Regions from separate parts of the Mus musculus genome. Here regions 2, 3, 4, 5, 6 and 7 are each linked to region 1. A link is a contact called in public HiCAR-type, HiChIP or PLAC-seq and promoter capture Hi-C data. All regions are on one chromosome and are shown on one strand. The core of a region is the stretch at or near the end of the contact, and the rest is flanking DNA. Distances in the headings are between cores, read along the strand shown. Region 1 holds the start of Ap1g1 (adaptor protein complex AP-1, gamma 1 subunit). Region 2 holds the start of Sntb2 (syntrophin, basic 2). Region 3 holds the start of Nip7 (NIP7, nucleolar pre-rRNA processing protein). Region 4 holds the start of Terf2 (telomeric repeat binding factor 2). Region 5 holds the start of Cyb5b (cytochrome b5 type B). Region 6 holds the start of Nfat5 (nuclear factor of activated T cells 5). Region 7 holds the start of Nqo1 (NAD(P)H dehydrogenase, quinone 1).

Region 1 (4,025 bases), core at 993-3,492:
GAACTCATATCTGACAAGACTAACATAGCTCTGAAGGAACTTCTCAAAACAAATGACAAGAGCACAGACTATCTGCATGAAAACACTGTCCTCCGTGACACTGTATGACCTGTAAGAATTGACCTGTTCTCACAGTTCAAAAGCTTGATAAGAATAAAGCAGCGTCACAGGGCTGGAGAGACAGCTCAACAGTTAAAAGCACTGACTGCTCTTATACAAGACATGGATTCAGTTCCCAGAACCCACACGGCAGCTCACACCTGCCTAGAATTCCATTTCCAGAGGATCCAAAAACCCTCTTGTGACTTCCACTGGAACTGAGTGTGCACATGATACACATATAAATACCGGCAAGACATTCAGATAAAAATATAAATAAATCTTCAAAAATGTTAAATAGAGCATCAATATAAAGTTTACAACTATTGAGAGACTTGACTTGCTTCAAGTTATAAACTTAGGTTTCGAGTCACCTGTGATCTCAAAGAAGTTATTCTCTTTTGCAGATGCAAAAACCTAGGCTGAGATAAAACGGGCTGGGGGGGTGTGATTCAACCACACTCACCTAACTTGAAATGTAGGAAATAACCAGTGAATTATTGTGAAATGTTTTTTATTCACGCATACTGGACTGCAGGAATACTTTAAGAACAGAATTAATGAAGCTATCATTACTTTGAAGATCCACAGGTTTCAAATCAAACGTCTGGCAAATACTCCAGGCAACGGTGGAAATGGATGCTTAAAATCTAACTAGTCTGAGAAAAGTCAACATAAGAAGTCAGCAGCGTTCATTACTATACAAACACCTGAGGGGTGCGGTCACTAAGAGACCATTCAGCTCGCTCTTCTGTTAACTAATCCCTATAGGAACCAAAAAAGTTATCTTCCTTTCTACCTACGTCAGATTATTATTCTCCAAGGGCAGCTTTCCATGCTCAAGCAAATATAACGCTAAAAGAAAAAAATAAATAAAAAGTATCAGTAAGTGCCCCAAAGCTCAGCTTTCAGAACAGAAAGAAATGCAGAAAGTTATTTTCACAGCTCCTTCGCACCCAAAGCCACTTGGCCTGCTTTAAACCCATTTGCTGCGGAAATACACCCTAGGGTGGTTCGACGGCTCTCCGACACCAAGCCCTAACTGGGAAGCAGAACCGACAGTTCCAGGCAATGAGGAAGAGCCTGAGAATTACTAGAAACCGACGTCCGCAGAACCGAGAGTTGGAGAGGAGAGTGAATAGTGCGGTCTCAGGTGAGTTCTTTAAAAGAAAAAGAGAAAGAAGAAGAAGGAAGAAGAAAAAAAAAAAAGCGAAAGTGTTTGGACCAGAAGTTAGTTGGAAGGTTAGAGGGAGGCGAGGCCGATGTCCGGCTTTCAGTGGACGGCACTGCAGGGACCAGGCAGAATTGCCCCTGCGTGGGAAATGCTCAGAGTTCTCAGATCTGACCCGAGTCCCCAACACAAGAACGCTGATACGTGGCTCCGAGAGGACACGCGGGGGTGGGGCCCGGCCCCGCTAAATCCTAAGCTCCCCGAACGGAGCGAGCTTTCAAAGGAGCCTCGCAGCCTGAGAAAGTCAATGGGTTCAAGGAGGCCTGCGGCGGCCAGACCACGCCAAGGGAAGAGGAAAGCGACCGCGCACGACAGCTCCGGCTCTGAAGCTCCCGAGGTCGGCCCTCAGGAAGTCCAAGCAAGCCCGGGGCTCCCGGGTCCCTCCTGACCCAAACCTGGGTCCTCCTCACCCCCCACCCCCCACAGGCTGAGCCCGGACCCCTGGGACTGACAGGAGGTTTCCGGCCAGACGCTCGCGGCTGCGGCAGAGCCCAAGAGCCGACCCGCCCTCGGTGCCGCGAGTGACACTCACCGGCCCGAAACCTCGAAGGAAACCAGCAGCTTCGGGGGCGGCGGCGGCAGTGGCAGCAGGAACCGAACATCCAAAATGGCGGCTCCCTCGGCCTCAGCACCGCGACTGCAGGCGGAGGGATCCCGGGCGAGGAGGGCGCCTCTACCTCACGCCTCGCGCTTCCCCGGGAGACGCCGCTCCCCGGCTCCCTCTCGCCGGCCGCCCCGCGTCCCTCCGACTGCAGCCCGTGCCGTCTCCCACCCCGGATGACCCGAGGACTCGGCCCCCGCCGAGGACTATTTGCCGAGGAGGAGGCGACTGCGCCGGGCAGAGCGACTCAAAGCGTAGCAAGGGTCGGGGCTGTCACTGATGACGCTCGACGCCGCTGCCGAGTCACCGCTGCGAGGAGTCTGAGCTAGCACGCTCCGGCCCGGCCCTGGAGCCGTCGCACTTTGGTTCCGTTCTGGGGGGAGGGGAAAACTGTGCAGCCAGGAAACGGTGGGGGTCACCTGAGGTGGGCGGAGCTCAGCGAGGGAGCTGGGGAAGGCGGAGAGGAGATGCAGGGGAAAGCGCATAGACATGGTGTGACCAGTTTTGTCCGAAAGGATTCCTAAGTGGTCCTCGTTGGCCAGAGGTTTCTGGTCAACATTAGAAACATGCTCCAAGTGGCTTTGGATTCTAGGGTTTTATGGTATCTTCAATTTTTTTTTTTTTTTTTTTTTTTTTTTTTTGCGAAAACAGGTAAAAAGATGAAACCTAAGAATGGATTCCAAGCACAGCACCACCGCCTTGTGCGGCAATCTCACCTACGATCCAGTCCCCTCCTGTGAGGGGAAAAAAGAATCTGGACAAATGTCAGCTAAAACTCTTCCAGAATAGCTTTTCCATCTATGATTGAATGAACTAATGACCTGAAGCAAAGAAAGTCTAACTAGACAGTTCCTGGCGTGATAAATAATTACTAACTTGTGACCCAAGTCTTTTCCATGTGAACCTAGAGATCCTTGATATCTTGGCCCATTTAAAGGAAAGGTGACCTACCTAGAATAAAATCTTTCCGATAGATTGACAACAAAGGTATCCCAGATGTGAATAAAACACAAGACTACACTGAATACCAAAGACCAGGAACTAAGCAAAAATCCTGAGTTTCAAATTTGAGTGTCATAAACAGGAAGTTGCATCTTTTAGACATTCGTTTTTCATGCAAGGATTTCAAAATACAGACGTTGAGCTGAGTAAGTCTAGCCATACAATTTTGACCTTGAATTTCTGGAGCATGCCAAGTGGCTGGAAAGAAAGGATACCAAGGGCACGATCAAATTTATTAAATATTGGTGTCATATTGATCATAAGGTACCATCGTATGTACAACCTAGCCCGCTAAGCAATCTCGTGAGTCAAAGTAAGTAACCAAAGTTTACAAATAATGAGATTTAAGACTTGAGAAAAACTACAACTGTCTCTCACAATGGAGTCTGCCTTAAGATGTCATCTTACACAGAAAATTCACCACACCCCATATACATATTCCAACCCATACCTACCGGTTTATAGAGCAGAATGCTTACGGAATTCAAATCCTCCTACCTTTCTTCGGGGCATCTGTACAGGGCAGCCCTAGGTACACCCTAAGACTAGAAGAACATCATAATGCTAGCACAGTGCAGATTACTTTGAGCCAGGCCTATGCATGAAACATGCCAAATTCACTGTGAAATTTCCGTAAAGGAAATCTTCAAGCAGAGATGCAAGGCAAAGGTAGCCAAGTTTTCCACATGGAAGATTAAAATAGTTTTTATGGGCCAAAATTAAGTGTTTACCATAGCAAACAACAAAAGTTTTATTTTTCTCTTTTCTTCTCCTTCTCCTCCTTCTCCTTCTCCTCCTTCTCCTCCTCCTCCTCCTCCTCCTCCTCCTCCTCCTCCTCCTCCTCCTCCTTCTTCTTCTTCTTCTTCTTCTTCATCCTTTCTCTCCTCCTCTTTTCTCCTCCTCCTCCTCCTCCTCCTCCTCCTCCTCCTCCTCCTCCTCCTCCTCCTCCTCCTCCTCCTCCTTCTTCTTCTTCTTCTTCTTCTTCTTCTTCTTCTTCTTTGTCCTTTCTCTCCTCCTCTTTTCTTCTTCTCCTCCTCCTTCTTCTTTTTGAGACAGGGTTTCTCAGTCTTTCCCTAGAGGTCCAGGAATTCT
Region 2 (4,025 bases), core at 775-3,274, 2.8 Mb after region 1:
CTAATTCTGCCCTTAGTCTGGTGGTTTTCTCCCCAACTTCAACCCCTCCGTTCAGTTCTCCTGCCAGCAATCCCTCCTGACTCATCTCTGCACACTTATATCCACCACTTCCTGGAAAGCCCTCCTGGACTAAGCCCATTTCCATCAAATTCTTTTCTGGATTTGTTTTTAACAGAGTCCTACTGCGTAGCCCTAGCTGTCCTGGAACGCATTACGTAGACCAGGCTCCTCTTAAACTCATGGATCTGCCTGTCTCTGCCTCTTGAGTACAAGGCTGTAAACCACGCCAAAATGCTACCAGCAAATACGCCTTAAATTTGTGATCCCTTAGCATCTTGTACCTTGTACCAGAGTCAAGCACTTGATGTTATTCCTCCCTAGAAGTTGTTTTGCATTTTCTATCATTTCCCACCGCAGAGATACAACAGGGACAGCACCTTTCACATTCTCTGTTATACAGCTAGCAGCAATAAATGCTCCTGGAATGACTTGACTCAACAGCGAAAAACGGAGCTGGTCTTGCAATTATTTCTAAAGCAAGCAACTGGCTTCTCACTTACAATATTCCATCACCTTCAACATGTATGAGTCTTTGGAGATGAGATTTAATTCTGCCTCAGTTACATCGATACGCGTGAAACGCTGCACACAAGATCGCATCTACACTTAAGGTAAAGGCTATTCACACATATGTGATGGTACCCGTTTCAGGATTCTTATAAAATGTCTACTGGTCTTGCGGCAGCACGCCTGCCAGCGATAGGAAGCTGGCACCGGGCTCTTGCAAAAGGGGCGAAACTCTAGTTGGCAGTAAAATGCTCAAACACGTGAGCCTCCACTGTTAAACAAGGCTCATTAACCTCACAAACTTGCTGTATCAGCTCTCTGCCTTCCACAAAGTGCTGTGATCTTCTCTGGTTATTGTTGAGAGCCAATGATGGGTTAAATTCCCATAAATTAACCAGTGCTTTGGTGGTTTGCCCAAGCAAACTGCTGGCATCGGTGTGGATGGATTTAATAGACCGGCCCGCCCGGGGAGCCCGAGGTGACTAAAGAAAGCGTCCAACCAACGCTTCCCAACAGGGAAAAAAAGGAGACTAAAGAACTCGAGCCGATCGCTCTCCCGGTAGTTAGTGCTTAGTGTCAGCTTATCGTGCAAGACTTAGGGGTGAGCTTCGCACGCGGCTGCTGCTCCCCCCACCCCCTAAATCTCAGCTGAGTCTCGCTAAGGGGCGGTAAAGTAACACTTCGGTGGCTGCCCAACTTTCTTCTCGCTGGACGCCTCAGTTTTTCCACACTCTGGAGCCCCACAAGAGGAGGTCTGGTGGCCGGGGCGGAGGGAACCGGCGAGCCCCGCACAGGCGTCAGGGTGGGCAGAAACAAAGTGCGCGCAGGCGAGCCCAGGCCGCCACCCCGCCGCCTCCCGCTCGGCCCCCGCTCACCCTCCAGCAGCACCTCCTTGCCCGCGCGCTTCAGCGCCTGCACGGCCTGGTCGTGGGTGGCCTGGCGCAGGTCGGTGCCGTTCACCGACAGGATGGCGTCGCCCAGCCGCAGCGCCCGGCTCTGGTCGGCCGCCAGCCCCGGGAAGATCTTGGAGATGAGGATCGGCATCCGGTTCTCGCGGCCGCCCTTGATGCTGATGCCCAGGCCGCCCGCCTCTTGCTTCACCACTCGCACTCGGCGCACGGGCGGCGAGGCGCTCGCTTCCCCCGCGGGACCGCGGGGCGGCGCGGGAGGGCTGGGCGGCCCCAGGCCACGGTTCGGGCTCCCGGGCAGAGACTCGCCGCCGCCGCCGTTCGGAAGACCGTTGAAGGCGGCCGCCGGCGGCTCAGGCTCGACTGCGGCGGCGTCGCCCGTCAGGCTCAGGCTCTCGCCACTGAGCTCGGCCACCACCCGCACCCAGCGCTCCCTTAGAAGCAGCTCCACCAGCCCCGCTTTGGTGGCCCGCGTCCACACCGCCATGGCCGGCCCTGCTCCCGCAGCCGCCGTTGCTGCAGCTCCCCCGATTCCAGTCAGGCAGCCTCGGCGCTTCCCCCTTCCCGCCCGAGGGGGGCGGACCCCTCCCCTCCCCCCGGCGATTCATTATTCATGAGGGCCACGCCCACTTTCCGGAGGGGCGGGGGGAAGGCCGGCGAGGCCGCTTCCGGGAGGCGAGGTTGTCCTGGTTCACTGAAAGCTCTTCGGAGGTGGGCAGCGCCTCGTGCAGCGAGGCACCCCGCCGTCCTTTGCTTTGGTTCTCCGTGACCTCCTCGAACTCCTCACCTCTTCTACGAGAGCTGCCCGGGCAGGGAGAGCAAAGTCAGCTTGTAGAGAGGCTCTTTGCGATCCTGCAGGGCCGGGTTGGCGCGTTCATTCTTGCATTGATTGGTTCATTGCAAAAAAAAAAAAAAAAAAAAAAAAAAGCAGCCCTGAGCGCTCAGAGGTGTGCTGGGCTCCTTTTAAGGCCCTAGAGACACACTGAATAAAATGCACCTCAGCCGAGAGAGCTTGTGGTCTAATGGGAAAGAAAAACAGAGGCAACCAGCTAGGTGTGATTCTCTGTGGTTAAAAAGACTGCAGACCTCCCTAAGAACAGGATAAAACAACATTTGGTTAGTCTTGGTGTGAGCACAAGCAGGGGACACAGCATAAGTGACATGGGATCAAAGGTGTGGATCCAAGACTTTGTCACTGCTTTTAAAAATCACCTGTCTGCTGGCCTGTAATTAGAGGGGACCTGTCTTCTTCTTTTTTTTTTTTTTTTTTTAAAGATTTATTTATTATATGTAAGTACACTGTAGCTGTCTTCAGACACACCAGAAGAAGGAGTCAGTTCTTGTTACGGATGGTTGTAAGCCACCATGTGGTTGCTGGGATTTGAACTCTGGACCTTTGGAAGAGCAGTCGGGTGCTCTTACCCACTGAGCCACCTCGCCAGCCCGGGACCTGTCTTCTTAAGCACTGGGAACCCACAGTGCGCAAGGTCAAAGACATTTGCAGCATGCTGATGTTTTAGAGTTCCCCACAGACCAACGGGTATATATAGTTAACAAAGATTGTGCGAGATTAGCCACAAGATTATGAGGCTAAACTCCACAATCTGCCATCTGCAGAAAAAGGCTCTGAATCCAAATCCAAAGACCTGAGGACTAGGTAGAAATCTGAAGCTATCAGAAGACCAGAGAGGCCTGAGGGGGCAGAAGCGGGGGAGCAGGGTCGGAGTGGAAAGCTACTATGTAAAAGCTGGCCCAGTCCATGAAAAACCAGGAGCCCTGAAGTGTGGCAGGAGAGCGATGTCCCAGTTTTCATAGAGTGAGTATACCGCGTCTTACTGTTCCCTGGCAGCCCTCACCTGATTGGATGGTGCCGGTTCCCACTGTTGAGGACAATCTTCTCTACTCAGGTCACCATGGAAAAAATTTCTTCCGGAAACAGACACACCCAGAACGGTTTTACATCTGTCCATCCAGGCAGGCGTCTTTTAGCCCAGTCAAGTGAACACACACACACACAAAAATTAACCATCTGTGATGATTCCTTAGGAAGTTGCCAATGTGAACAAGACATAAGGTTAGTGGAATTAGGTAGTGAGTGTGCAAGGCTTCAAATAACCAAGTCCTGAAGGGTTCTGTCTTGATTCTATAAGTTTGCCAGTCTTAGTCTGGGTTCCATCTTTTTTTTTTTTTTTGGCGAATATGTAGATGACCATCCAAGAAACCGTATAAAGATTTGTTAGCTAAAGAGTCAGTGATTTTGCTAATTGCAGAGCCAATAACAAGACTATATGTAATGACCATAGCAAAAAAAAAAAAAAAAAAAAAAAAAGTCTTTTAGATATGTTAAAAAAAAATGGGGCTGGAGAGATGGCTCAGCGGTTAAGAGCACTGACTGCTCTTCCAGAGGTCCTGAGTTCAATTCCCAGCAACCACATGGTGGCTCACAACCATCTGTAGTGAGATTTGATGTTTTAAACAAACAAACAAAAAATAGCTTAGTCAGGATCCCCACTATACCCAAGGCTGCACCTGATACCTGATAACCAGACC
Region 3 (4,025 bases), core at 395-2,894, 2.7 Mb after region 1:
CAAAATGTTCTTGGAATGACCGTCCTAAGTCAGTGTCTCTTCATGGCGTACGTACTCCCCAATGTCTGCTTGGTGGAACACCACAATTGCCATGGGGTCCACTTTTCGGCAGTCTTGGGTAGACTTTGCTGCCACCCCAAAACCCTGGAATTGAAAGAACAGACATTCATTTATAAGGAAACAAAACAAAACAAAAACTATATTGAAACAGCTGTATCTTTGAGAACTGTGAAAGGAGCCAAGAAGTCAGTCTCCGAGCTGCTGACTGAAACTTCATCCTTTCCAGTGGGTACCTGGCATTTGCCGTGATGGATGGCTACCGTGGCTACTCACCAGAGGAATGTCCGCCATGGAATAGACAACCACTCCCTGGTACTGAGATGTGTTCTCAGTAATTCGACCCAGACCGGATTTCAACACATGGTTTCCATACAAGAAGGACTGCTCTGCTCCCGGCTTTACCCACACTTTATACTGAAAGAGAGTTAAAAGCCAAGACACAAGGATGTTGGGCTATATCCCTAAATGCGGATTAGCAGCTGCTTCCGAGTTTAAGGAGAGGTGGGGAACCTTTAAGTTGTTTGGACCCCCCCCCCACTTTTTTGTTTTTGTTTGTTTGTGGGTTTTTTGTTTTTTTTTGAGACAGTGTTTCTCTGTGTAGCCCTGGCTGTCCTCGAACTCAGAAGTCCGCCTGTCTCTGCCTCCCAAGTGCTGGGATACCCCAATTTTTGATCTTTCACCATGGAGTTCCTTCCTCAACCTAACATCGAAATTCAACCTTACATCGAAATGCTCACATAATCAGCAATTTCCTTTTTTTTTCCCCTTGGACCCTAGGATCACCCTCACCACTGGCACTTGTGTCTTCGTCTCTGCTTTCTGAGATCCAGCTGACACGGTGGAGGCCTGTTTTCCTGTAGACAACTAGGCTATGCAGCTCCATGGCCATAACCCTTCCTAAACGTGTCCAAGCAGCAATATCGACAAACAACTTCTTAGGCTGACGCTGTCCAGAAACTCGTTGGAAAGAATCTGTGCTCTGACCTGGCCGCCGTCACCCGGGACTTCATCCCGGATGGCAACCTGGAGACCAGGCCCCCACAACGTACCTTGGCATAGGGGGCCAGGTAATCCAGAGCTGTCACGTGCAAGCGGAACTTGTGGGTCTTGGTAAACTTCCCAAAACACGTCCCCAGCGACACGAGCTTGTCTCCGGAGATGTTGGCGGCCAGCTTCAGCATCATCTCACTACAGGGGCGCGGGAGGAAGGTACCCGGTGACGACCAGGGATGGATGCACGCCTCCAGCCCGCCACGCAGTGGGCAGCACGCCCCACCTCACCTCACATAGTACACTCGGTCGTTGTGCAGCCGGAAACAGTACGTGCCGTCGGGTCTGTCCACTAGGAGTTGAAGGTTCTCTCCGATGCTGAGGGCAACAAGACCAGCGTCTGAGCCGGGACCGTCCCGCCCCGGAGCCGCATCCCCACTCCCCGCACGCCCGTCCCTCATCCGCCTCTCCAGTTCTTACTACTTCGCGATCTTCTCAAACATGACCCGGGTCTCTTCTTCAGTCAAGGGCCTCATCTTGCCGCTTGCTTGGCTCCCGGGAATCCTCGTGCCTGGAGAGCCGGAAGCGGAAGTCACTTTCCCACCCGCCCACTTCCTGGGGTCCACGAACGCGTGTCTCTCTAGCCTAATTCTCCGTGATCTTTGCGCAGCCGCCGCCTACCGTGGCGGACTTCCGGGGACCGAAAGCCGGCTAGATGAGAAACCATAGAGACGGGAAATGTTTCCCCCAATCGTTTCCGTTTCCCAGGAGCGAAACCGGCTCTGAAGAGGAAGTGACGGTACCGTGCTTGAGAGATGGCGGCCGCTCTCCCTCTCCAGCCCTCCACGACCGCTTCGGCCACGACGACAGCCACGGCCGTCGCGCTGGGGGAGGTGGAAGATGAGGGCCTCCTGGCGTCGCTATTCCGGGACCGCTTCCCCGAAGCTCAGTGGCGTGAGAAGCCCGACGTGGGCCGCTACCTCCGGGAGCTGAGCGGCTCCGGGCTGGACCGGCTGCGGCGCGAACCCGAGCGCTTGGCGGAAGAGCGGGCCCAGCGGCTGCAGCAGACGCGCGACCTGGCTTTCGCCAACTACAAGACGTTCATTCGCGGGGCCGAGTGCACCGAGCGCATCCACCGGCTCTTCGGCGACGTGGAGGCGTCCCTCGGGCGCCTGCTCGACCGTCTGCCCCGCTTCCAGCAGAGCTGCAGGTGCGGCTGGCCTGATGGGGACGGGCGCGTCATTGTATCTGCCAGGACGCTATCGTCATGACCCAAGCGTAGTGTACAGGGCTCTCTCCTGATTGCCTTGTTAATCCACTTAAACTTCACAGCAGCCATCTAGGTAGGTAGCGTCATTATTTTACAGACGAGGAAGTCGAAGTGAAGTGACTTGTCCAAGAACACAGCTAGTAAGTTTCCAAGAATTGGAAGCTAGGAGTCCACTACTCCCTCATAGGCTGTTGTTTAAATAATAAACATTCAGCCAGTCTTATTGACACTTGTGATCCCAGTATTCGAGTCACAGAGTCATCATCCTAGTCTGAGTATTGAATTCATGGACAGCCTGAGCTACATGAGACATTCAAACAAACTAAAAAATGTATGCATCCGGGCGGTGGTGGCGCACGCCTTTAATCCCAGCACTTGGGAGGCAGAGGCAGGCGGGTTTCTGAGTTCAAGGCCAGCCTGGTCTACAGAGTGAGTTCCAGGACAGCCAGAGCTATGCAGAGAAACCTTGTCTCGAAAAACCAAAAATAAATAAATAAATAAAATTATGCAAGGCAGTTCATTGAGCCTGACATAGTTAACCCTATATAAATGTGGGCTGGAGGTGCTCAGCTTCAAAATGTCCATCGATAGGAAGCTGACAGATCCTATTTGTCATTGTAGGTTGTCAAAAAGCATTTCCTTTTTAAGCTATGTTACATTTCTAGGCCCTCGATCTAATACACTTAGTTCTGCTATCCAGCAGGTCAATTTTTCTTTGGAAGCTTGGATATTAAAAACAGGTTGTGTACCCCATATGTCTGAAAAGAGATTCAGGACTGCATAAAGCGAGTTTCTGGAATTACTATAGAAAAGTGGAGAAAGTTTAAGTGGGAGCGCGAAAGATACATAGCAGCACATAACATGAAGACCTGAAGAATCTTAGGGCAAAAGTGTGGCTTATAGAGTGGTTAGTGCTCTATTAGAAAAATATTAGTAGCTACTTTAAAATGTGTATCTCACCTGCATGTATGTCTGTGCACCATATGTGCCCAAAGGAGGTTAGAAGAGGGTGTCAGATATCCTGGGACTAGAATTATAGGTGGTTGTGAGCCACTAGGTATATGTGTTGGGACCTAAGCTGGGGTCCCCTGCAAGAGCAGTGATCACAGAGCCACTTCTCCAGCCTTAAGTCCAGCTAGTAAGGGATTTGTAGACGCTTTCCATACATTTACTTTATGTAAGGTCTTACATACATGCCATCTTGCCTGTCTCTAACATTCACACCAATGAAAAGACAGGTCCAGAGAAGCCAAGTACCTTGCCGTAACATAGACCTCCTTCGTGAGACCTAGAGCAGTTCAGTCCCAAATGTTGACAGTCTGGGCAGCCAATATAAATCTACAAGCCATTTTTAAAATGACATGGAGGGAGGGGTACCACCATGTTGATGTGGAAGTCAGAGGACAGCTTGTAGGGTGGGTTCTCTCTCCAGTGAGGGGATCACACTTAGGTCAGCAGGCTTGTTGGCAGGCACTAGGCACTGTACCCACTGAGCCATTGTGACGACTCCATGCAAGCAATCAATTAATGAAAAGTTTCTTAAATCTTGAGTTAAAAGTTCTTTCAAGTGTAATAGAAATTGTAGATTTGGTGTGAGGATTTTGTTTGAGATAGGGTTGCACTATGTATCTATCCCTAGCTGGTCTGCCTCAACTTCTGGAGGGCTGGGATCATGGGTGTGCCCCACCAGAGCCAGCCTTGTGGG
Region 4 (4,025 bases), core at 830-3,329, 2.7 Mb after region 1:
GTGGTTGCTGAGAATTGAACTCGGGACCTCTGGAGGAGCAATCAGTGCTCTTAACCTCTGAGCCATCTCTCCAGCCCGCAAGGCAACTCTTATAAAAGAAGACATTTAATTTGGGTCTGATTTACAGTTTAAGAGGTATAGTCCATTCCCATCATGGTGGGAAGTGTGGCAGCATCCAGACAGACATAGTGCTGGAGAAAGAGCTGAGAATTCTACATCTTGATCTGCAAGAAGGAAACTGGATGTGTTTCATATTGGGCGTAACTTGAGCATTTAAGATCTCAAAACCCTGCCTTCACAATGCCACACTTCCTTGAAATCCCACCAATCCCCATTCTGGAACTGTCCACTCTGGGAAGCTCCACCTCCCACCCCCCAAGAAACCCTATATAAAGTCTTCCTTCAGTTCACTGCTGCTTTTTACCCAAGCAGAGGCAGCCACCCTTTTGGGGTCTTCCCTCCCAAACACATCTCTTGTGTGAGATTTGTTGTACAGTGTGATTTTGTGGAGTTCTTTGTCCCCTGATTGACAGGATACCTCCCAGAACAGAGGTGTAACACCTTCCACTGTGGCAACCTCCCCCTTGCTGAAGCACAGATGTAATACTTTTTAGAGAGAAACCTTCCCTTGCCAGGCCTCGCCCCTGAGGAGCTCCAACCACCAGTTCCATCCACAGAACACTCTAACCACTCTAATGGCTGGACCCAGCCAGCCCTCACCCTACAGAGTAAAAAAACTCAAGCTCTGGACTTGAAAACTTGCCCTGCTCCACTCTCACCCCAAGAAACCCCACATAAACCCTGCCTTCTACTCAGTATCCAGCTGCCTCTCGCCTGAGCCTGAGTCTTCCTTCCTTCCCAGTAAATTTCTTGTGTGTGAGGTTTGTCGTATAGTGTGACTTTGTGATATTCCTTGGTTCTTGACTGCCAAGATACTTTCCCCTCAGAGCTATAACTTTTACACTGGGTGTAAAGACATGGACCACTGCACCAAACTTAAAAATCAGATTTTTTTTTTTTTTTGTAAACAAAAATAGATTGTCCAAGCATGCTCTGGATGAGTTCATGAAAAGCAATTGGAATCCAGGAGCAACAAGATAGATGGTTCAGTGGATAAAGATGCTTGCCAGAGACTAAGCCAGATGACCTGATTTCAGTCCCTAGGATCCACATAATGAAAGGCAAAAACCAACTTCTAAAAGTTATCCTTGGATCTCTGTGTATACACACACACACACACACACACACACACACACACACACAATTTGTTGAACCCTGAGCTACAGGAACCAGAAATAGTAACTCAGTTCATTTTAATACAATCCTCACGATGTCCACTTGACAGAAAGGGGCACAGGTACACAAACGGAGAAGTAACTTGTTCAAGGTTTACACAATAAGAAGCAGACCTGTCAGGATATCAAGGCAGATAGTTTAGCTCCTGTTAAGTAAGGCAAACAGGCTGGAATCACCAAGCAGCTTGGATTACCATAGCTAGGATTGCTTTAGAGAGTGGCTCCAAAGCCATGTTGTGGATGGGCTCTGACATGAGTTCAAAACTAGCCTGGGTAACTTTGCAGGGCCTGTCTTAGAATACATTTTTACTAGGTGGCTGGGGACAGTGCACGGTTGATAAAGTGCTTGCTCTAGAATGGCGAGGACCTCCGTTGATTCCCAGAACAAACCTATGTTTTAAAAAGAAAAAAAGTAAAAAAAAAAAAAAAAAAAAAAAAGGCTGGCCATGTTGGCACTATCTCAGCACTGCAACACAGAGGCAGAGTTCTATGTCTTGAGTTCCAAGCCAACCAGGGATACACAGTGAGACTCTGTGTCAAAACAAAACAAAGTAATTTCTTTCTACTGTACTGCTTTTCACAATTTGCGAAATGTCTAACATTATGCACGCGCTTATTTTTCATATTCTTTACACTGTCCCAAGTCTGCAGCGTAGTCTTCAAAATAGCGCGCCTGGCTGGGCTGTGTGGACTCCAATCCCCAGCAAGCATTGCAGCAGACACAAGAGGAACTACGGATGCCGAGGAGGTGGGTAGACCCCCCGCCGCCTCGGTCCTTTCCCTCCCAGAAGCCCGCGGGCGGCTCGGAACCCCGTCGGTATCATGGCTGCGGGAGCCGGGACAGCGGGCCCTGCTTCCGGCCCGGGCGTTGTGCGTGACCCGATGGCGTCACAGCCAAGGAAACGGCCCAGTCGGGAGGGCGGGGAGGGCGGGGAGGGCGAGCGGCGGTCGAACACGATGGCGGGAGGAGGCGGGAGCAGCGATAGCAGCGGGCGGGCGGCGAGCCGACGGGCATCGCGCAGCGGCGGGCGGGCTCGACGGGGGCGACACGAGCCAGGGTTGGGAGGCGCGGCCGAGCGGGGCGCGGGGGAAGCTCGCCTGGAGGAGGCGGTCAACCGCTGGGTGCTCAAGTTCTATTTCCACGAGGCGCTGCGGGCCTTTCGGAGTAGCCGGTACCGGGACTTCAGGCAGATCCGGGACATCATGCAGGGTGAGAGCCGGCTCGGGCCGCGGGGAGGAGGACATGGTTTTGGGGGGCATGACTTGGGGTCCGGGGCTCGCGGAGCCAACCATGTCTTCTTTCCCAGCGTTGCTTGTCAGGCCCTTGGGGAAGGAGCATACGGTGTCCCGGTTGCTGCGGGTTATGCAGTGTCTGTCGCGCATTGAAGAAGGAGAAAATTTAGGTACGGCTATTTTTTGTGTGTTCTTTTCTGGGCTTACTTACGTAGGGTTTTGTTATTTTCAAACTTAACATCCGGAACTGAAAGATTCCGGGTTAAAGTGCACTACTGGTTCCACCGCGGAGGGCTTTTTCATTCAACAGTGGTTGAATTCTCTAATTCCGGTTTTCTCCAGTTAAAGTTTCTTGGCTGTCTTTTGTTTTGTTTTCTCCCACCTGTTAATTGCACACCCATTTTTATTGCTACAAGTAAGTTACGTCAATAAGGACACATCTTTCTCCCTCTTCCTCCAAATAGTAAAGTGGGAACACTCTCCCATCCACACACAAGTTGAACTTGGCAGCTACTTAACAAACTCTCTTCATTGTTGGCCCCTTGTATCTGAGGAAGTTGTGTTATTCTGGATTTTGGAGGCAAACATATATGTTATAATTGAGCTGTATTAAAAAGTATTGAAAGATAGTCACTTAAAATACGTTGAAGCCAGCCGGGCAGTGGTAGTGCACACCTTTAATCCCAGCATTTGGGAGGCAGAGGCAGGTGGATTTCTGAGTTCGAGGCCAGCCTGGGCTACAGATCCAGTTTCAGGACAGCCAAGGCTACACAGAGAAACCCTGTCTTGAAAAACAAAAAAGAAATATGTTGATTGGAATTTGAACCATATATCAAGGACATAAACAAATAAATGCAAACTTTACTGGGTCTGTATGGCCCTTTTATATTATTAGTTTTTTTTTTTTTTAATGACAGAGTCTTAAAAGAGTCTACATAGCCATAGCTGTTGAACTCACTGTGTAGACCAGGTTGGCCTCTGCCCTCTGCCTCCTGAGTGAGGAGATTAAATGCCTGGTTTGCATGGTTCTTTGTACAAATGAGTCTTGTGGTGTTTGCATGCTTTATAAATAGCTATGTAAACTTTTTGGACATGTTTGCTCCTCCTTAGCAAAGAGCTTAAAGTGGAAACTGTGTTTTGTCCTAGACTGTTCCTTTGATATGGAGGCTGAGCTCACACCCTTGGAATCAGCTATCAATGTGCTGGAGATGATTAAAACAGAGTTCACACTGACAGACTCTATGGTTGAATCCAGCAGAAAACTGGTCAAGGAGGCTGTAAGACACATTTTTACTATTTTATTTTATTTTATTGTCTAGCAGAAGTCAGGGATCTTTGCAGACTCCTTGTGGAATCTTTTCTGCGTGGGTAGAGGGAAGAGCAGGTGGAGGGAGAGACAGACAGAGTAAGTAGTAAGCCCTCTAGCTGTGGAGAGGATAGCTCTGTGGTTTGGGTTGTTTTTGTGGCCTTGGGAAGTGGTTGACGTTGAAGACGGTT
Region 5 (4,025 bases), core at 911-3,410, 2.6 Mb after region 1:
TCTCTGTGAGTTCGAGGCCAGTCTGGTCTACATCGTGAGTTCCAGGACAGCCAGGGCTGTGTAGAAAGGCCCTGTGTCAAACAAACAAACAAACAAACAACAACAAAATGTTGGCCCAAGATTGACATTACACAGCCATAATTCTAGTGCTTGGGAGGTAGAGGAAGAAGAACCAGGAATTCTAGGTTATATAAGATCCTATCTCAAAATAACAATTGATACAGCAAACAGCTAGGCTGGGGGCATAAGGGGTTTGGTTCAGTGTTTGCCCTGTACTCATCTAAGGCCCTGGGTTCAAGCCAAAAAAACATTGTTTTAAAAGGAGGAAAAAGCCGGGCGTGGTGGCACACGCCTTTAATCCCAGCACTCGGGAGGCAGAGGCAGGCGGATTTCTGAGTTCGAGGCCAGCCTGGTCTACAGAGTGAGTTCCAGGACAGCCAGGGCTACACAGAGAAACCCTGTCTCGATAAACCAAAAAAAAAAAAAAAAAAAAAGAGAGAGAGAGAGAGAGAGAGAGAGAGAGAGAGAGAGAGAGAGAGAGAAAACAAGAACTGGAGAAATGGCTCAGTGGTTAAGAACACTGACTGTTCTTCCAAAGGTTCTGAGTTCAAATCCCAGCAACCACATGGTAGCTCACATCAGATGCTCTCTTCTGGTGCGTCTGAAAACAGCTACAGTGTACTTACACATAATAAATAAATGCATAAATCTTTAAAAAAAAAAAAAGAATCTTTAGGCTGGGCAGTGGTGGCGCCTTTAATCCCAGCACTTGGGAGGCAGAGGCAGGCAAATTTCTGAGTTTGAGGCCAGCCTGGTCTACAGAGTGAGTTCCAGGACAGCCAGGGCTACACAGAGAAACCCTGTCTTGGAAAAAAAAAAAAAAAAAGATTGACAGTCAGCAAAGGAACAAGAGAGTAACATCTTAGTGGGGTGAAATGTTCTTTTTCCTTACTGTAGTGACTACATGGTCAAATACACTTGTCAAACCCCAGCTAGAGGTGTAATATAGTTGACAGTGTTTGCCTAATAAGCATGAGCGATCTGATCCCTAGAAAGGCATATACAGGAAGATTAGAAGTTCAAGGTCTACAGAGACTATGTAATAAGCTGAAAAACGCCCTGTCACAAAGAGGAAAATTATCTGTGGCCCAACAGTCTCAAAGAGATCTTGAGTAATAAGATTTGATTTGAAGCACTAACAAAAGGGTTGAAAGCCAGGTGTTGGTGGCCCACACATTTAACCCCAGCGTTCAGAAGGCAGAGGCAGAAGGATCCCTGAGTTCGAAGCCAGCCTGCTCTACATAAAAGTTCCACGGACACACACACACACACACACACACCCCACACACTCTACTGCCTAACCAGGAACAGGGGTGGGAGGAATCTCAGCTCACTGGATAAGAGCACATGTGCACATGTTCTGTTTTCTCGGAAGATCCAGTACCCAACACCCACATCAGGAGGCTCACAACCTCCTCTTATCCAGCTCCTGGGGTTCTGACCTCTGGCACCAAACGCAGATGCAGATGCCCCCACCCCCACCCCCACCCCCCCCACATACAAAATTTAATTGTTTTTACTTTTTAAAAAAACTGCCTTCTCCTCTAGAAAATAAAAGCCCCCCAAAGCACTGCTTTCTAAGGCATACTTCCTGGAAAGGAGCAGTTCTGAACTGGGCTCGATTAGGTCGTTAAGTGTGTGCCCTTGAGAGCTCCCGGCCTCCGTGAGCCTCAGTTTCTCTTTATGGGAAACGGGTTGATGGCCTGGCGTGTGATCTAGCATCCTGCAAGTGCTCCATGCATTGAGAAACGCACGTTGTCAGTCGAGGCTGAGACTGCAGCCCCTCCGAGGGTCACGGTTCCTTCCGGGCGCCGGACAGCCACGCGTGGCCTCTCCCCACCCCCACCCCGGCAGCGCGCGGAGGCCTCCCGCCTCCCCGGCCCGCACCTCGCTGAGGAAGCGGGTGATATCGTAGACTCGCCCGTGGATCACCATCCACGTCTCTTCCGCCGAGTTTCGCTTCGCCACCTCCTCCAGCCGGTAGTAGGTGACGGAGGGCTCGGAGCCCTCGACCTTCTCGCCACTGCCGCTGGCCTCCGGGGTCGCCATGGGATCCGAAGCCCTCTCCGCCGCTATCTGGGCTTCCACCGCTAACTTCCTTGACTTGCCGGCCCGCGCTGGGTCCTCCTCGGCTTCCGTAACCGGGTAAACCTGGTCCGACGTCCGACTGGCCAATCGGCGTCGACCAGCCCCTCCAACCTTGCCAATCAGATATCGTGATTTTGGACCAGCGCCTAAACGTGGCCGGGTGACAAGTGTCACCACAGGAGAGCATTCTCTCTGCTCGGCCCATGGGCAGGCCCGGCCCTAAAAGAAAAGAGCCGGTTTCCAGCGTCTCTTTTCCCTTCCTGCCACCCTGGGTCCCCGAATGAACGGACCCGCATTTTCCCTTGATCTTCCCATCCAGAATTGCAGCCCCCGGGGTTACAAGCTTTGCTGTCCCCCAGACTGGTTCCCTTTAGGCTCCAAAAGGCTCAACAATTAAAATGGGTGTGGTGACCTCTACCTTCCTTGCCCAGAGGTTTGGGATGTGTGTTAAAGAGAGTGTGCTAAGAGAGGCGTGAGCCCAGCAATCCACTGTGTAAATCACAAGTGGCGTTGGACTCCATGGCTCTTAGGTACAAGGCCTTAGGACAGCAGTTGGGGCAAGGGTAGATGTCCTAAGTTTCTTCCACTACTGACAAAACAATCTCTAACTGAATTCTTCAGTGATCAGGGCTCATCTACACTGTTTTAGTTTCTAAATGGCCTAAAATAGGATTTACTTCAAATGACCCTTGCTAAAAGTCTAGGTAATTTGGAATTCTAAGTTAATGTGCAAGGTTGCGAGCCTTTCTCTTTAATTGCGGTGAAAACTAAGAGGCTGATCATCCTAAAATGTTTCACGGTGTTACTTCACAACCTAGCACTCATGACTCTGTAAACTATTTGCAACCTCTTTCACTAATATTTTATTGTTTGTTTGTTTGTTTAGAAATGTATCAGTATGTAAGCCTGGTTGTCCTGGAACTCAGAGGCCTCTGCCTCCCATGTGCTGGCTTAAAAGGACACCACCATGTCTACTTTCCATAACCTAAGTTCCTAATTACACAAACTATGTACTGTAGTTTGCTCTGATGGCTCTCATAAATACTGACCAAAACCAGCTGGAGAAGTAGAAGGTTTATTATGCTTGCAGGTTATAAGCCATTGTCTTAGTCAGGGTTTCTATTCTATGCACAAACATCATGACCATGAAGCAAGTTGGGGAGGAAAGGGTTTATTCAGCTTACACTTCCACATTGCTGTTCATCACCAAGGAAGTCAGGACTGGAACTCAAGCAGGTTAGGAAGCAGGAGCTGATGCAGAGGCCATGGAGGGATGTTCTTTATAGGCTTGCTTCCCCTGGCTTGCTCAGCCTGCACTTTTATAGAACCACAACTACCAGCCCAGGGATGGCACCACCCACAATGGGCCCTCTCCACTTGATCACTAATTGAGAAAATGCCTTACAGCCGGATCTCATGGAGGCATTTCCCCAACTGAAGCTCCTTTCTCTGTGATAACTCCAGCCTGCATCAAATTGACACACAAAACCAGCCAGCACAGGGGAAAGGCACCACAGTAGAGACTCAGAGCACTTGCTGAGCAAAAGTGACGACTTAACCATTCCCTCCCTCGGCAGTAAAAGCCCGGCAGGCCTTCCTATGCCTGTAATTCTAGTTCTGGGGTGGTGGTGGAGGAAGGCAGCTCCTGAGAGCTTGCTGGCCATCTGGTAGAGCTGAAAACAGCAAGCCCCAAGTTCAGGGAGAGACTTTCTTTCAGGGAACCTGAAGAGGAATGACAGATGAAGACACGTGACCACTCCTCCAGCTTCCTTGTGCATGTAGGAGTGAGCACACAGATTTGTAAACTGCATATCCCTACAAAACAGTGAAAATGAAACACAGAGCAAAGAGCTTGCTTCTTGTATCGCCATTCTCCC
Region 6 (4,025 bases), core at 670-3,169, 2.5 Mb after region 1:
TGTTTCATGGAAAATTATCTAATGATTACTGCCCAAATGGTATTACTGTCTTGACTATTTTTAGCATCCAATTGTGCATTAGCCCTATTCTAAGGATCATCTCTTGATATTTTCTCTTCTTTCTGACACTTCAAACTACAATATTTCTAAGCTACTTTAGGTAATATCTGAAAAACATCCTACAGGATAGTGACTGCCAACTAAATTCATCAAAGCAACAGACAATGGCCTGTAGTCTATAAAGTCTAGCACCTTCCAGGGCAAACCACATCCCTCTGATTCACTTCATATAAATACATTAACACCAGGCTTAGTCCTTCTCTACCCCAAAGAGGTGAAATTTTCTGGTGGGTTTGTAAAACCAAAAAAATAGGAGAAATGCTGGATTTCTTGGGAAAAGGGTTCACCATGGTTTATTTGTAAAAAAAAATATAAAAGAACTGTCTTTAGCCTCCTTCCACTGGTATAAGAAATGAGTACAGATGGGGGCATTTTTGATTTGATACCCCTTGCAAGGGGAACCTGTTCTGACACATTCTTGTGGTGTCCAGTGTAGGAATTTAACCCCAGCAGAGATCACCTCAAGTATTAATGTTTTAGATGCTGGGAATCCCCTGCAGGCCTTAGCCAAAGTAGTTTTAAATGGGATTTTCTGTTCATTGCCTCCTCTCTGCACGAAGCCCTTGAACAGCAACAGAAGAGAATTTTTCTCAAAGGGCAGGACTGTGCCCGAGCCTGGTACTCCAGGGAGAGGAATACAAGTACTCCAAGGAGGGCATCCCTATCTTTGTAAAAGAGAAGTAATTAGAATGTCACGGAGGTGGAAAGAGAGAAAGAAGATTGGGGCCTTTTCCAGGCAAGAAGATGACGAGGAAAGGAAGAACGCCTGGCCGAGGGGGGCCGTCCCGACATGGGGAGGGAGTGGACTAGGCCGGGGAAGGGGGGGGAGTAGGACGACCGCGCACAAACAAGACCAGAGGGAGAAAAAAAAAAAAATGGTGACCCTGAGCTCCGAAGCCCCTCGGGGCCACGCAGCCCGGCGTGGGGCAACTTTGCCAAAGAGGAGAGTCCGGGGGACACGAGCCGCGGCGCCCCGATTCCACCCCCCCTCCCCGGTGTCCCCAGCAGCGGGACCAGTGGGGTGATTCCCGAGCCGGGGGAGGACTGGGCCGGCAGTCCGCCGAGTGTGGTGGAGTCCGGACCCGCCGACCGGCAGGTTGCGAACCTCCGGGACCGCAGAGGACTCTGGGGGGCGCGCGGACCCTAAGCCCCCCGCCGCGCCGCCGCGCCGCGCCGCGCTGGGGAGGGGGGCGCCGCTCGGCAGCTCCGGGATCACCCCTGGCCCTCCGCGGCCAGCCCAGGACTCTCGTGAGGGGCAAGCCCGCCCGAGCCCGGCCCCGACGGGGGACCCCCCCACCCCAGCCCGGGACTCCGCGCGCTCGCGCTCCCCGCCCCCACGCCCCACCCCCCCACCCCCCCATCTGACTCACCTCGCGAGTACAGGGACTTGGGCGATTCCAGGTCTAGGTCCGCGCTGAGCAATGAGATGAAGTCCGAGGGCATCGCAGCTCGACCCAGCCCGGCCCGAGGGCAGCGGGAGGGGGGGAGCGGCGGTGGCGGCGGCACCTCCTCTCCGGGATCCGCGGGCACCGAACCGGGGGCGGTGAGGCGAGGGCGGCAGCCGCTGCCTCCTCCTCCTCCTCGAGGGCAGTCACTTCCCACCCGGCCGAGCGATGAGAAGGGCGGCGGAGTGGAGGGAACAGCTCTGCGGAGTGGAGAACTGACTCCCGGTGAGTCCAGAGACCAGAAGCTTCGGACCGGGGAAAGGGGAAGAGGGAGAGCCAAACGGGTCCGTTTCGGGCTTCTCCTCAGCGCACACTGACGGCCGCCGCCACCGCCGGCGCCGCTGACAGGAATCTGAGCCCCGCCCCCTCGTGGGGCACTGCGCACGCGCGGAGGGGGGGAGGTCCGGGAGCCCGGAAGAGCCTGGCGGCCGGCGGAGGGCGGACAGGCGCGCCACGGAACAGCATCAACAAGGGCTTCGCTTCCTGCCGTCGCTGCTGCGGCCGCTGCTGATCCCGGGCTGGGAAAGGGCCCCGCCAGCCAGCAGGGAGGGTGGAGGGAGGCGGCCTGGCTTCTGGGGCCCTGAGAAGGGAAAAGATTTTTTTTTTTTTTTTTTTTTTTTGCCTCGACCTGGTGGCGGCGAGCCTGAGGCGGCCGGCCCTGCTCCGTGGTGTACTTAGGAGGACACAGACCCTGGGGGACCTGGATGTCAGCCAGGAGGGGAAAAGCCCTCCAGGGACTTGCAGCGATCGAGGCCCGCTCGCTGGAGCTCAGCACTGGGGAATGGAGTTCCACAGCTTGGACAGCAACCGGGCCCTTCGGGGTTTTTCATAGCAGTGTCTGCAGTGAGCTGGTCAAGGGGCTATCAGACTCACTTTTTAATTAAGAAAGGGCAAGCCATACTCACCACCACCACCACCATCACGAGTTACCAAGTTTTGTTTGTGGATTTTGTTGTTGTTGTTCCTGTTCGTGGATTTTTTTGTTGTTGATGATTTCTGTTGGCCCACTCTGGCCTGGAGCTCACTATGTAGATCAGGCTGGCCTCAAACTCACAGAGCTGTGCTTGCCCCTGCCGGTCAGAAGTCACCATGCTCGGCTATTGATTCTTTTTAATGAAAATATTTTCCCCCCACGTTACCCACCACACCAAATTTACGGCGACTGCATTTATTTATTTATTTAGACAGGTGATTTTGTTATGTAGGTCTAGCTGGCCTGCAATTCGCTGTGTAGATTTAGACTGGCCTCAATTTTAGGGCAGTTCTCCTGACTCAGCTTTTCGAATGCTGGGATTACAGAAGAGTACCACCATGCCTGGCTTTGATTTTTGTTGTTGTTGTTGTTTAAGTTTATGTATAATGATGTCTCTGATAGTGAATGGTCGAATTTACTCCGGAGTGGAAAATAAAAGACAATTTAAAAATGGGATCATGTGAGTCCACATGGCTTGTGTGTAATGCACACGCGTGCGTGGGGTAGGGGGAGAGAAGTAAGCAAACATACTCTTCCACACGGGTTTTCATTTTTTTCACTGTGCTAAGGGAGAATGGAGGGAAAACATGTAAATGAGATTTTTTTGGCTGCTCTGTTCTCGGGGGCTAAAAGTTTCCGTTGCAAAAACACATCCTCACCTCCACCACAGACTGTTTCCTGACTCTTAATAGACTTTTGGGAAATTTTTAATCGAGTTATTAAAATATCAATTTGAGCACAGGGTGCGCATCTTGGAAAATAATTTTTAATTCTGTGTGGGATTTTGATGCCAACAGCCACGTGGGCAGTGTTTTTCAGGTGTTAAAGATGCCTTGATGTATGTTACTGTGTCTACAAAGCTGGTCACAAATCCTAAAACCCTGCGGATGTACCCATATAAATCCCTAACAAAGTTTTGCCTCTGTGATTTTGGGCACTTTATTGTGACTTGGAATGCTGGAGTTGGGGAAGAGTCTCTGAGCAAGGGAGGCCCCAGTGCAGGCAGCTCTGGGGTGGGCCCTTTAGCAAGCTTAACCTACAGACCTAGAATTTACATTTGTGTTATCAGAAACCACCTATCCTTTCATCTGAACATCTGATACAGGCTGCCTGATTATCTTCACTGAATTCTTAGTGATAATTAATGAACCCTGTGAGCATTTTCATCAGTCACAAGGAAGGTTTTTTGAGCCACCCCAACACATAGCAGAGCAAAACAGGAAACTACCCTCAAAATTCTATGGCCACTGTACTCTGTTGTAACACGTCCCAAGGGAAGTCCCTTCATAGCTGCTAAGAGACCCGCTCATTTGATAAGAGAAGATTCAAACCTCCTATTGCCTAACACGCTAAGGCCAATTGAAATCCTATAGCTTTGAGTTGGAGTAAAACATTGGTTGGTGACCTAGCCCTTCCATTAGTCACTACATAATACATGAAGAGGAAATTACAATGGACCAGGCTGAGCCTCAGTACTGAGAAAGCGA
Region 7 (4,025 bases), core at 1,019-3,518, 2.4 Mb after region 1:
CCAAACAGTGGCCAGATAAAGCTCATTTTAGGCTTTTCCTAAAAAGACTCAGACATACTTTTCCTTGGAAAAAGACTTAAAAATGACTCATAATGCAGAAAGCTCCCAAAACAAAACACACAGAGACCAAAACCTAAAAGCGAGAGACAGACAGAAGGACAGCGATTGCCGCATTCGTTCGGCTCAGCTTGGCTGGAACTGTGTCAAACAGGCGAGCTGACTCTGTGACTCTTCTGTTTCCAGTGACTATGGCAGTGTCACTTCTGCCAATCCAAGAGCTGAGAGTGTCATCAGATAGCATCTTGGACCATAAACCCCACCCCCCCATCTCGATGTACCCACCTCTCCAGTGTACCCACCTCTCCAGGGTTCCCACCAACGTACTTTAAAGTCGCCTTAACTTATTACTTTGTTCTGTAAATTGTAAAAATCTTGTGAGGCTGCACCCACATTGGAACATAAAATTTGGGGTACCCTATATTGGTGTTCCCAGGCCGTGGCCACTCAAAATGGCTCCGGAATAAACTGTGGTTTTTATGTTGGTATTTCTTTACAGCTGAGAGATGACCCTCAGGCACAAACTGTAAGGAAACACCAGAAAACCCAATGTTGAACATTGTAGTGTGGTGTGTTTGGTATTTGTCTGATGCTGAGACAGAAGCAGCCTGTGGAAACTACTTTAGCACGTTGTTTGAGAGGAGAGTCTGACATCGCAGACGAAGCTGCCTGGTCACACAGCATCCAGTGAGAAAGCAGATAGCCTTTCCTGATGAAGCTATATCCCCAGCTCCTATTTTTGATTTTTGAAATGAGGTCTCACGTATCTTCAACTGTAGTAGTTAAGCAAGGCCAAGCCTTCAAGGGTCAAGGGTCCCTGTGTTAAGAAACCTTCAGGGTATCCTTTTATTTCCAGATAAAGCTTTGTGGTGCAAACTGGGCATGTGCAGGAATGTACCCTCCCCAAAGTACCTCCCCCATAGGAACAAGAATCTGCCTCCCTAATAAGTTCTCACCTTTTCTTTGTTTGGGAAGTGCGTTGCTTTAAAAATTGTCCTTGGTCTCTTTGCCTGCTGCAGCTGATATTTCTTTCTTCCCTCTTATAGCCCATTGTGTTACTTCGGCTTTGCCCTAACCGGAATGAGACTCCACTGAGATCCATCACAAGGGCTGTCACTAGCCTGTCACCACAGGAGACTGCACGTGTGTCTTTCCCTCACTGTCAGAATTTATCAGATAACAGGAAAGTTGAGCTCTTTTAATGATGGCAATCTGTTATAATGTCTACCCTACTTTGGGAGCTTGACCAAGGCACACACATACATGTAGGGTCTTTATTCCAACCCTTTTTCTTTCTTTCTCTGTTTTTGAGACAGGGTCTCACCTATGTAGCCCTGGCTGTTGTTCTAGCACTAGCTATGTGGACCAGTCTGGCCTTAAACTCAGAGATCTGCCTGCTTCTGGCACCCAAGTGATGGGATTAAAAGCATGTACTAGTCGTGGTGGCGCACTCCTTTAATCCCAGCACTTGGGAGGCAGAGGCAGGTGGATTTCTGAGTTCGAGGCCAGCCTGGTCTACAGAGTGAGTTCCAGGACAGCCAGGGCTACACAGAGAAACACTTCCCTGTGGCTGCTGTCTCCTGCCAGCTTTGCTCTGGCTTCCTAGAGAGTCGCACAGATGAGTTCCCCGTTACCTGGTCACCGGGGGCAAAGTTGAGGAGACCCAAGTGTGTATACCCAGGGAGCAGTTTTTGCAGTTTCTAAGAGCAGAACGCAGCACGAATTCATTTCACACGAGGACAAGTCTCTCTGAACTTTCAGTCTAGAGTCACAGTGAGTCGGCAAAATTTGAGCCCATCCGTTTTGCTGCCCCACCCTTCCCCTAGCGTGCAAAGGTGACTTCCCACGGCTGAGTGAGGACTAATCTACACAGGCTGATTATGTAGGCAGGTCCCACGAAGCTCGAAAAATTCTGTTGGAAATTTCCATTTTGTACCCAGGAGGTCTTGGGACAGGGAGCAGATGAATTTATTCAATATGTCCCCATATCCTCAAATTCTCTCTCACTCCCTTGCTCCCGGGGAACCCTTTTGACTTCCATATACAGGAGTCCTAGTCCAGCCCCAAACTGCTTCTCCCTGCCAAAAACTTGGTATCTTCCCAAGATGCCTCTGGGTTCTGGAGTCCAGCCCCGCCCTCGCTGGCTGCTCTGCACAGTGGGCTGGGCGGGCATAAGCAGGATATAAAGCCTTCGCTCAGCCCATACCCCAAGGCTCAGCTCTTACTAGCCTAGCCTGTAGCCAGCCCTAAGGATCTCTCCGAAGAGCTTTAGGGTCGTCTTGGCAACCAGCTGCTCAGCCAATCAGCGTTCGGTATTACGATCCTCCCTCAACATCTGGAGCCATGGCGGGTGAGTGTGGCGCCAACTCCAGTCTGATTTACTCTGAGGAGGATGTAGGGGCTGGCTGTGAGTTTTGTTCCTTGCCTCAAAGAGGAAAAGTGAGGTGGTTAGGAACCTGGATGAGCCTCGGTTAGTCTCTGGAAGGAGAACTTCTTCTCAGAACCAGCGATGCAGATTATTCTGCAGCCCAAGTTCACCCGTGGGCAACTCTAGCATTGCCCCTTCTACACCGTTCCTTAACAGAGCTGCCACTCCCTGTACCGCGTTTGGACTATTTAGAAAAAGGGTAACATGTGTCCTAGGTTGGCCTTAAAGCTGCTGTATAGTGAAGGATAGCCTTGAACTTGGGGTCTTATTGCCTCCACTGCCTAAGTGCCAGGATTCTAAGTGCATATCACCACGCCTGATTTCTACGGCTCTGGGAATTGAATTGAAACCAGGACTTCCTGCATACTAGACAAACTCTCTACCACCTGAGCTCTGTGCACATCCCCAACCTAGGCCAGATAGTATTTAACCATTTGGAAATACGTTGCTAACATTTAGAAATGCAAGCAGGCAATTTACAGGGACCACTGCTGGGCTTGGTGGCACCCTGGAGGCAAAGGCAGGCAAATTTCTTTTAAGTTCCAAGGTAGCCTGGTCTATAGATCCAGTTTCGGGACAGTCAGAGCTACATAATGAAGAGAGACTGTCTCAAACAAACTAACAAACCAAACCGCAGATTTTTAAAAGGGGTATCACCACTTTGTGAAACAAAACGGGAAGATGTGGAGATGGGTACAGGGAGCGTAGCTGAGAAGGAGTGTAACAGAATCGGAGCCTAATTCCAGTCTACCTGGCTCTGGAAAGTTTCTACTGTGACCCTGGAGCAGGAAATCCGATTTGTTAATTGGTCCATTTTTGTGACAGTCTCCTCACTTTGCCATCAGCCCAGGGGAAGGCAGGGGAGAGTCCTTGGCAGTTACCACCACATTATTGTCTAGTGTTTGACTGGCATCTACTGCGTTCTTGGCCAAGTAGCCTCCAGGGCTAAGTACTTCCCAACAGGGCCTGGCTCTGAGTTCTGGGCAGCAATTAGGTTTAGGTGTTTCCTCTGTTGGGGCGGGACTTAACTTTTTGGAGTTCCTTTCCCTTTAAAACTATTTCAGACTCTGCAAATGCACTCAGGATCTCGCCTTGCTAAAAGCACAGAGGGAGGGAAGGATGCTTCTGCCGTTGTACAGGGTCATCCCAGTGTTCTCTAAGCTCTGCGATGAGTTGCTGGGAGAGCCAGCGAGGGAGGGTTTTCAACAGCTGGTAAGGCTGTGTCTGCTTCGGTCTCCATTTATGCATGAGGGATAAATGTTCCAAGCCCCCTCCACTGCAGCCGCAGACAGCACAGAGCACAAGCATTATCATATTTATCTTACACTCCCACACTTGTGTTCGGTTCAGTTCAGTGTTTGTTTATTCATCCATCCGTTCATCCACTCATTCATTATGGCCAGACTAGCTTCAAACTCGATTTGGTCTAGGCTGACCTTGAACACCTGAACCTCCTGCCTCTGCGCCCCAGTGCAGGTGTGTGTCCAGGCCAGGCTAAATTTAATTTACAAATTAGAGTAGAAGATTGACAAAATAAAAA

The links. Promoter capture Hi-C pulls out the DNA fragments that hold promoters and counts their contacts. HiCAR-type assays count read pairs that join an accessible place to other places. HiChIP or PLAC-seq counts read pairs in DNA pulled down with a chosen protein or histone mark. Capture Hi-C pulls out chosen DNA fragments and counts their contacts.
Region 2: a contact with region 1 is called in an H3K27ac HiChIP or PLAC-seq map of embryonic stem cells, with 4 times the contacts expected there. The contact joins the promoter of Sntb2 here to the promoter of Ap1g1 in region 1.
Region 3: a contact with region 1 is called in a promoter capture Hi-C map of adipose tissue, with 4 times the contacts expected there. The contact joins the promoter of Nip7 here to the promoter of Ap1g1 in region 1. A contact is called at or near these places in 7 of 39 promoter capture datasets (cranial neural crest, frontonasal cranial neural crest, hippocampal neurons and 3 more), 3 of 115 datasets of contacts at active chromatin or transcription factors (astrocytes, embryonic forebrain and large pre-B cells) and 1 of 9 other capture datasets (adipose tissue).
Region 4: a HiCAR-type map of astrocytes shows a contact between it and region 1, with 7 times the contacts expected there. The contact joins the promoter of Terf2 here to the promoter of Ap1g1 in region 1. A contact is called at or near these places in 5 of 39 promoter capture datasets (the HPC-7 cell line, cranial neural crest, hippocampal neurons and 2 more) and 2 of 115 datasets of contacts at active chromatin or transcription factors (astrocytes and large pre-B cells).
Region 5: a contact with region 1 is called in a promoter capture Hi-C map of pre-B cells, with 5 times the contacts expected there. The contact joins the promoter of Cyb5b here to the promoter of Ap1g1 in region 1. A contact is called at or near these places in 6 of 39 promoter capture datasets (the C10 cell line, cranial neural crest, hippocampal neurons and 3 more) and 3 of 115 datasets of contacts at active chromatin or transcription factors (astrocytes, embryonic stem cells and large pre-B cells).
Region 6: a contact with region 1 is called in a promoter capture Hi-C map of pre-B cells, with 10 times the contacts expected there. The contact joins the promoter of Nfat5 here to the promoter of Ap1g1 in region 1. A contact is called at or near these places in 3 of 39 promoter capture datasets (cranial neural crest, hippocampal neurons and pre-B cells) and 4 of 115 datasets of contacts at active chromatin or transcription factors (bone marrow-derived dendritic cells, embryonic forebrain, embryonic stem cells and 1 more).
Region 7: a HiCAR-type map of astrocytes shows a contact between it and region 1, with 8 times the contacts expected there. The contact joins the promoter of Nqo1 here to the promoter of Ap1g1 in region 1. A contact is called at or near these places in 2 of 39 promoter capture datasets (cranial neural crest and maxillary cranial neural crest) and 4 of 115 datasets of contacts at active chromatin or transcription factors (astrocytes, embryonic forebrain, large pre-B cells and 1 more).

What each region holds. Positions count from the first base shown.
Region 1 is chr8:109,776,800-109,780,824 of GRCm38.p6, reverse strand. It overlaps Ap1g1 (adaptor protein complex AP-1, gamma 1 subunit), which reads right to left and starts at 2,242. Exons shown (of 24, transcript NM_009677.6): 1 at 1,863-2,242.
Region 2 is chr8:106,933,739-106,937,763 of GRCm38.p6, reverse strand. Sntb2 (syntrophin, basic 2) reads right to left here and starts at 2,024. Exons shown (of 7, transcript NM_009229.5): 1 at 1,443-2,024. The coding sequence starts at 1,962.
Region 3 is chr8:107,054,496-107,058,520 of GRCm38.p6, reverse strand. Nip7 (NIP7, nucleolar pre-rRNA processing protein) reads right to left here and starts at 1,644. Exons shown (of 5, transcript NM_025391.2): 1 at 1,531-1,644; 2 at 1,342-1,428; 3 at 1,110-1,248; 4 at 334-474; 5 at 1-144. The coding sequence starts at 1,586. The coding sequence ends at 25. It overlaps Cog8 (component of oligomeric golgi complex 8), which reads left to right and starts at 1,784. Exons shown (of 5, transcript NM_139229.4): 1 at 1,784-2,260. The coding sequence starts at 1,866.
Region 4 is chr8:107,094,602-107,098,626 of GRCm38.p6, reverse strand. Terf2 (telomeric repeat binding factor 2) reads left to right here and starts at 2,079. Exons shown (of 10, transcript NM_001371065.1): 1 at 2,079-2,505; 2 at 2,603-2,698; 3 at 3,675-3,805. The coding sequence starts at 2,118. Mir7075 (microRNA 7075) reads left to right here and starts at 2,521; the gene lies at 2,521-2,602.
Region 5 is chr8:107,148,796-107,152,820 of GRCm38.p6, reverse strand. Cyb5b (cytochrome b5 type B) reads right to left here and starts at 2,160. Exons shown (of 5, transcript NM_025558.5): 1 at 1,948-2,160. The coding sequence starts at 2,109.
Region 6 is chr8:107,291,364-107,295,388 of GRCm38.p6, reverse strand. It overlaps Nfat5 (nuclear factor of activated T cells 5), which reads right to left and starts at 1,919. Exons shown (of 15, transcript NM_018823.2): 1 at 1,491-1,919. The coding sequence starts at 1,563.
Region 7 is chr8:107,401,448-107,405,472 of GRCm38.p6, reverse strand. It overlaps Nqo1 (NAD(P)H dehydrogenase, quinone 1), which reads left to right and starts at 2,268. Exons shown (of 6, transcript NM_008706.5): 1 at 2,268-2,407. The coding sequence starts at 2,401.